Linked DNA regions of Macaca mulatta: region 1 is linked to region 2. The links are chromatin contacts, called in public Hi-C maps. All regions are on one chromosome and are shown on one strand. The core of a region is the stretch at or near the end of the contact, and the rest is flanking DNA. Distances in the headings are between cores, read along the strand shown.

Region 1 (3,375 bases), core at 265-2,764, 85 kb after region 2:
TGTGCTGGCAAGGCTCCTGTTCCCTGCCTGAGGCATCCCTATAAGGCTCTCTTCAGTTGCTTTTAGTCCAACAAGAGGGCGAACGTTTCTAAAACTTTGTTTTCTAAACAGGTTATTTCCTATTACTGTTTGCATTGAATATCTTGAAAATGTTTGCTAGTTTTTAAGGGCATCTGAAAACCACTGAGGTAACTTATTTAAATGGTCCAATCTAAGAAATACCAGGCGGGAGTTAAAAAAACAAAAGTGTGTTTACCACTGCTTTTCCAAGGAAGAGGAAATGCAGAATGGGCGACGTTGGCTAACTGGGCTCAAGAATAAAGTGCAAGCAAGCTAACGGACTCTATCACAACTGCCAAACAGGAAGAATCTTCCCAGCTGGGAAAGCCATCTGCAAGCAATAGCAATGAACACGGGATGGAATCAGTCATAGAAAAGGAATAATGCAGAGTAGTTGACAGGCAGAGAAATTTTCTGGTTAGACAATCTTCACCAAAGAGACGGGGAAAAAAACAACAACAGCAAAACCAAAACTTTCCTTTTTTGCTGACCGCTGCTGTTAACAATCAAGCTTTAGCGGATAGTTCATCCAGGTGGCTCCACCAATATACATCCTCTCCCAAAACTTCTAGCGGCTGAACAGCTTCTAGTGGCTTCCACTAGCTGAAACTGCTTCCCAGAAGCAAAAACTGCAACTTGAACATGTAACACGGAAACTACTCCAATCTCATCTTCTAGAAATCAGTTACTCAAATGGAGGTCTCTGTTGGAAGAAACACGCTCCTAGCTCCCTACCCACACACCATTCATTAGGAAAGGTCACTTTAATTGACTTCCACGGCAGGAGCGCTTGCACAGAACCATCCAAAAGTCTCCAGAATCGCCCCTCGAGGAAGTGGACGGCTCCGGGCCCGGAAGAGACACATGTGGTGGGAGCTAAAGCTCCCTGGTAAACGTGCAGATCAAACTACCCCTGCCGCAGCCGGCCTGCTCTGTGAAGGCTTCACCTTCTTTCTCTCTCCAGGGGCCCTGCCTTCCTCGCCACGTCGGGGGCCGCGGGCGAGATGGCCACGCGCGCGGCCAAGCGGGAAGGGTGCCGATCAGCCCGCGGCTAGGCGGGTCCCTGAGGCCTGCGCTGGGCGCCAGTTCCTCTCCGCACGGCCCGGCCTCGAGCCCCACCCCGCATGACCGCTGCCCACCTTACCCAGCCCGGCTAACGCCCCTTCCCCTAAGCTCTCCGCCGAAGCCTTCGACCTCGCTCCTACCCGGATCCCGGATCCTCCGGAACTGGAACCCCGTATGCCAGGCGGGGGTCGGGGGAGCCCGGGGATACCAGGGCAGGAAGGCTGCTGCAGCCCCCGGAGGCCGCGCTGGGCTCTCCGGCCCCTGAGCCGCCTGCACCGTGGGCAACAAGCCCTTGGATCTCACCTCTCTCGGGCGCTGCCGCCACTGCTGCCCGGGCCAAGACGCCTCCTTCCCCAAGCGGCCATCTTGGAGACACTCCGCTTGCCAACGTCTCGCGCCAAGGCGGCATCGGGAGAGCAGGCGGGCCGACGGGAAGTGTAGTCCGGCCCGCTGTCCCGGGACGCTCGGCAGGCGGAAGCCGGGCCTGGCGGAACTACCGCGCCCACAAGGCAGCGCGCCAGAAGCCCCGCCCCCGGGGTCGCCGGGGCCCGTAGTCCTTCTGCGAGGGCGCGAGGACCCCCAGGAGCAGTCCTGGGTTCAGACATTTTTGAAGAAACTGAGTTCCCGGCGTTCGCAGCCTGGGAGTCACAGGCGCCCACCCACCGGTAGGTCCTTGGGTTTCGAGAGCCAGCCAGCTGAAGGAGAGAGAAGAGGAAAGTGCCTACAACTCCCAGAGCACCGCGCGTAGGCGCCCGGCGCCGCCGTCCCGGCCCGCCAGGCCGCGTCTCCTGCCGGGGACCGCCGCGCTGTTTGCGGGCCTCTAGCGCCCGGCCCCTCCGCGTCGCCCCGCCTGCTCTTCACAGCCTTGGCCCATAAGGTCACCGAGGGGCGGGAGACGCCGCCCGGGTCCTCCTCGGAGTCAGGCGCTGCTCCCGCACCATCCCCCGCCCAATTCAGACTCCGGGGTACTTTGGGGAGGCCGAGACAGACACGCTGTCCCGGCTGCCACGGAGGTCCCTGCTTGCAGGTGCAGGCTGTTAGAGGAGAGGGTCTGAACGCAAGGAAGGGGAATAGCTGTATGATAACTGCTTGAAGGAGAGAGGGCCCTGCGACAGCGACAGCCCTGTTTCAGACAGGGCCTCCAGGCCTCAGACTCAGTCCCTGCCACGCACCCACTCTTGTCCTGTCCGCTGCGACGGCATAATCTCGGGATCTTTTTTTTTTTTTTTTTTTTTTTTTTGAGACGGAGTCTTGCTCTGTGCCCCAGGCTGGAGTGCAGTGGCCCGATCTCGGCTCACTGCAAGCTCCGCCCCCCCGGGTTCACGCCATTCTCCTGCCTCAGCCTCCCGAGTAGCTGGGACTACAGGCGCCCGCCACCTCGCCCGGCTAATTTTCTTGTATTTTTAGTAGAGACGGGGTTTCACCGTGTTAGCCAGGATGGTCTCGATCTCCTGACCTCGTGATCCGCCCGTCTCGGCCTCCCAAAGTGCTGGGATTACAGGCTTGAGCCACCGCGCCCGGCCAATCTCGGGATCTTTGAAAGCAGATGCGGGGCTAAACCATCCCACCTGACGGGAACCCTGCCCCAGGACCTGACATCTCCTTGTCTGGACACTGCTGTAACGAGTCAGTCAGGAAGGACTAACTGGAACCCAGAGATTCCCAGGTGCTGCTGCCTCAGACCTGTGGACTCTTTGGGGGATCTCTTACAGTTTGTAAACTTCTCAGTTCCTCTACTGCTCCCACACACAACGTTGCTAAACATATTAGTTGGCCCCATAAATACTTGAGCAAAACAAATGCAAAAATCTGCCCCAAATTCAGCCTAGAAGAAGTCCAGCCCGGCGTGTCACACTTCCGTGTAGTGGAACCCCCGTCCCCACCCACCGCAGGCCACAGCAGGACGGCCAGCAGAAGGAAAGGCGACCCTCTCATTGTTGAGGATTCCTTTTGATTTCCTTACAGCTCACATTCTACCACAGTTTTAGCTGCTTACAATCCTCTCACCGTTCCTCATCACTTATAGTGTGTGATTCAAACTCCTTAGCACAATCAAGAAACACCCCCCCCCCGCCCCTAGACCGGGCGCGGTGGCTCTCGCCTGTAATCCCAGCACTTTGGGAGGCCGAGGCGGGCGGATCACGAGGTCAGGAGATCGAGACCATCCTGGCTAACACGGTGAAACCCCGTGTCTACTAAAAATACAAAAAAATTAGCTGGGCGTGGTGGCGGGCGCCTGTTGGCCCAGCT
Region 2 (3,015 bases), core at 354-2,853:
ATTTTCTGCCATTTAAATATCCTCTAGAGGTTTCCCGTTGCTTACTTGGTGTACACCCTATGTAAAAGAGGGGTAGTGGCCTGTGATCAGCCTGATTGGTTGCAAGAGGGGACCAATCAGAGGTACCTTCAGTTTTTCATCTGCCAGGCAGAAAAGTAGGGCAGGTTGCAAAGGGAGTAGCTTCTGGTCCTTTTGTTACTTGGGCATGGAAAGTTCCGGTTTTCCTTTTGATTTAGTTCTAGGAAGTCAGTGTGAATTGGCCTTAGGTTCCCTGCCTCCAGACCCTACTTTCCTGCCTCACAGGTTCATATTGGGTTTGTTAAAGGATATTCAAACTTTGTGAATAGGCAAGCAGGAATCTAGAGTTTCTAGAACATTGGAGAGGGACCAGGAGGGTATAAAAACTTGTGTGAAAACACCAAAAATAAATATTTAGTTAAAAATAAAATTTCCCACTTTCAGAGTTTGTGGATATCTGTAAGAATTTCCATGATATATTAATTCGTTAAAGTGAATAAAAGCAAGAACAGAAGGGTGTTTCAGAATGCCATTGCTTGTGTAACAAGGGGGTGTTGAATATATATATAATTGCTTGGTTATCAATAAACTGGCTCTGAAAGGACACACATAGCTAATAGCATTGTTACCTAGGGGGAGGTGAAGTGGGTTCCTGGAGAACAGAGAGGGAGATTTTCCACCTTACACATATTTGCCATCTTATGAATTTTGAATGATGAGAGTCCCCCCACCCCTTCCTTCCTCTGCCCTGCCCCTTCCTTCCTCTGCCCTTTACTCTCAATATCCTCTTTTCATGCTTTTTTTTTTTTTTAAATCACTTCAGGTCCTTCAAAAAATTTATTTGCAAGAAGTACGTATATATTCTGAATAAAATTCATTTTCAGATATATGTATTTCAAATATCTTGTCTGTTCTATTGTCTTTCCCTTTTCTCAATGGGGTCTTTTCGGTATCTTATAGTTACTGACGCCCAATTTATCAGCCTTTTCCTTTAGGACTGGCACTTTTTGTGTTCTGCTAAAACGTTATTTTCCTCTCTCATGGTTATGATATTCTGCGATTTTATTGTCTAGAGCTGTGCTGTTCACATTCAGGTCTACCATCCATCTAGAATTATTTTACTTGAGATAGGAGTCAAGGTTCATTTTCCCCCAATCGACATTCAATTGACGTAGCACTATATATTGAACAAAACTTTCCTTATTGCATTACCGTGGCTACTTGTAGGAGGAAAAAGTGACGACATAGCTGCGGGTCTGTTTCTGGCCTCTCTCTTTTTCATTCATTGTTTTTACCTTTGTACCAGTTATCACACTGTTCTGATTACTGTGGCATTATAATCATCTTGATAACTGTATCGTGAATTCTCCAACTATGTTCTTCGCCGAAAGTCCACGGAACACCAGCCACGACCTTCGGAATTTCCCTCCGGAAGATGAAGGCACTGTAGTTATGCAGGTGGACCCTGTTCAGATCTCTGGTTTAGCGGGTCCTACGTACACCTTGAGGGACGCCCGCCCAACGCGCATGCGCAGCCTCAACGCTGTGATTGGACGGAGCCTCGCCGGCTGCGTACACGTCACTTCCGAGGCGGGAGGATGGATTGACTATGGTCTCTCCGGCAACCAGGTAGGGGCTGGGGAAGAAGGAACCTCCGAGATCAGGGAATAGGGTCTGGCCTTGAGCTGAGGCGACTCCCCGGCCTGGGTGAGGGGAAGCGGTGTAGTGGTAGAGCGAAGGCCGCGGGCCCTGGGGGAGCGCGCGGAATCCCGGGCGGCTTTCGGATCCCCGCAACGCGGAACTCTGAAGGAAGACAGCCCAGTCGCTGGGACCAGGGCTTTGGTTCCGGCGAGTGCTTTGCTGGGAACCCCGCCTGTCGCCGAGGTCTCTTGAGTCCGGTTTCCGCGGCTGGAAATGGGTGTCGCGCTGGGCGCTGTGTGTGAAAGGCCTCTGCTCCCAGAGGGCTCTTGGCTCGAGCCTGTTTATTCCCGCATTTCTGCGCGACGTAGGGGAGCCCCCGCAGCGTGTGCCTGCGGCAAGACCGAGGGTTGAGCGATGGGGGACGGTGGCACCTTAGCCAGTGACGGCGAGTTAGGATTAGCCAAAGGAATTCCTGTTTTTCAGAAGGCAGAAGGAGGGTGCTGACTCGAGCGTCCACGGGAATGGCTGTTTGAGATGTCTTGCTCTTCCAATACTTACTCTGGGGCTTCCTGGCTGTGCGGCTTTGGGCAAATGTTTTAAACTCGGAGTGTCTGTTTCTTCAGCTGTAACTTTGGGAATAACAAACCCACTCATAAGGTTGTTGTGAAGCGTAAATGAGACTGCACTTGCAAGGTGCTCAGCTGGTGTCTGGCACATAGTAGGTATTCAACAAATGGTAGCCACCTAATGCTCTTTTTTCAGTTTCTAAACGTTTGTGTAATGATTTGAGAATCGTGAAGTTACTTTTGAAATAACGTTTGGGTTTCATACACTCATACATTTAGTAAGGAGAATACTTGCTTACACTGTTGCCGATTGCAACGGTGTGTTTGCGTAATGGAAGCTATGTTTGTGCCTTTATCAAGGGTGTGGAATATGCCTTCCCTACCATGTACATGTCCCCTTTTCTCCATTCCTTAATAATAGTTGATATTTTTTGAGTGTTTGCTATGTTCCAGGCATTGTACTAATCCCTTTACTGAATTACTCAATCCCGTAATAACCCTAATAATAGGAACTATAATCTTCATTTATGGAGGGAGAGATGGGCTTAGAGATGTTGAGAAATTTATCCAAAGGCATAGAGCTATTAGCCAGGCATGGTGGCACACGCCTGTAGTCCCAGCTACTTGTTGGGACCGAGGCAAGTGGATTGCTTGAACCTGGGAGACTGAGGCTGCAGTGAGCCGAGATCACGCCATTGTATTCAAGTCTGGGTGACAAAGTGAGACCCTGTCTTAGCTGGGTACGGTGACTCACACCTTTAGGGGCTGAGGCGGGCGGATCACCTGAGGT

What was found. Hi-C and Micro-C count contacts between places; a contact is called where the count stands out from the background.
Region 1: a contact with region 2 is called in a Hi-C map of liver, with 2.9 times the contacts expected there. The contact joins the promoter of TMEM11 here to the promoter of DHRS7B in region 2. A contact is called at or near these places in 2 of 14 Hi-C or Micro-C datasets (cortical neurons and liver).

The regions. Positions count from the first base shown.
Region 1 is chr16:22,104,035-22,107,409 of T2T-MMU8v2.0, forward strand. It overlaps TMEM11 (transmembrane protein 11), which reads right to left and starts at 1,515. Exons shown (of 2, transcript NM_001266370.1): 1 at 1,429-1,515. The coding sequence starts at 1,490.
Region 2 is chr16:22,019,120-22,022,134 of T2T-MMU8v2.0, forward strand. It overlaps DHRS7B (dehydrogenase/reductase 7B), which reads left to right and starts at 1,604. Exons shown (of 7, transcript NM_001261025.1): 1 at 1,604-1,647. The coding sequence starts at 1,628.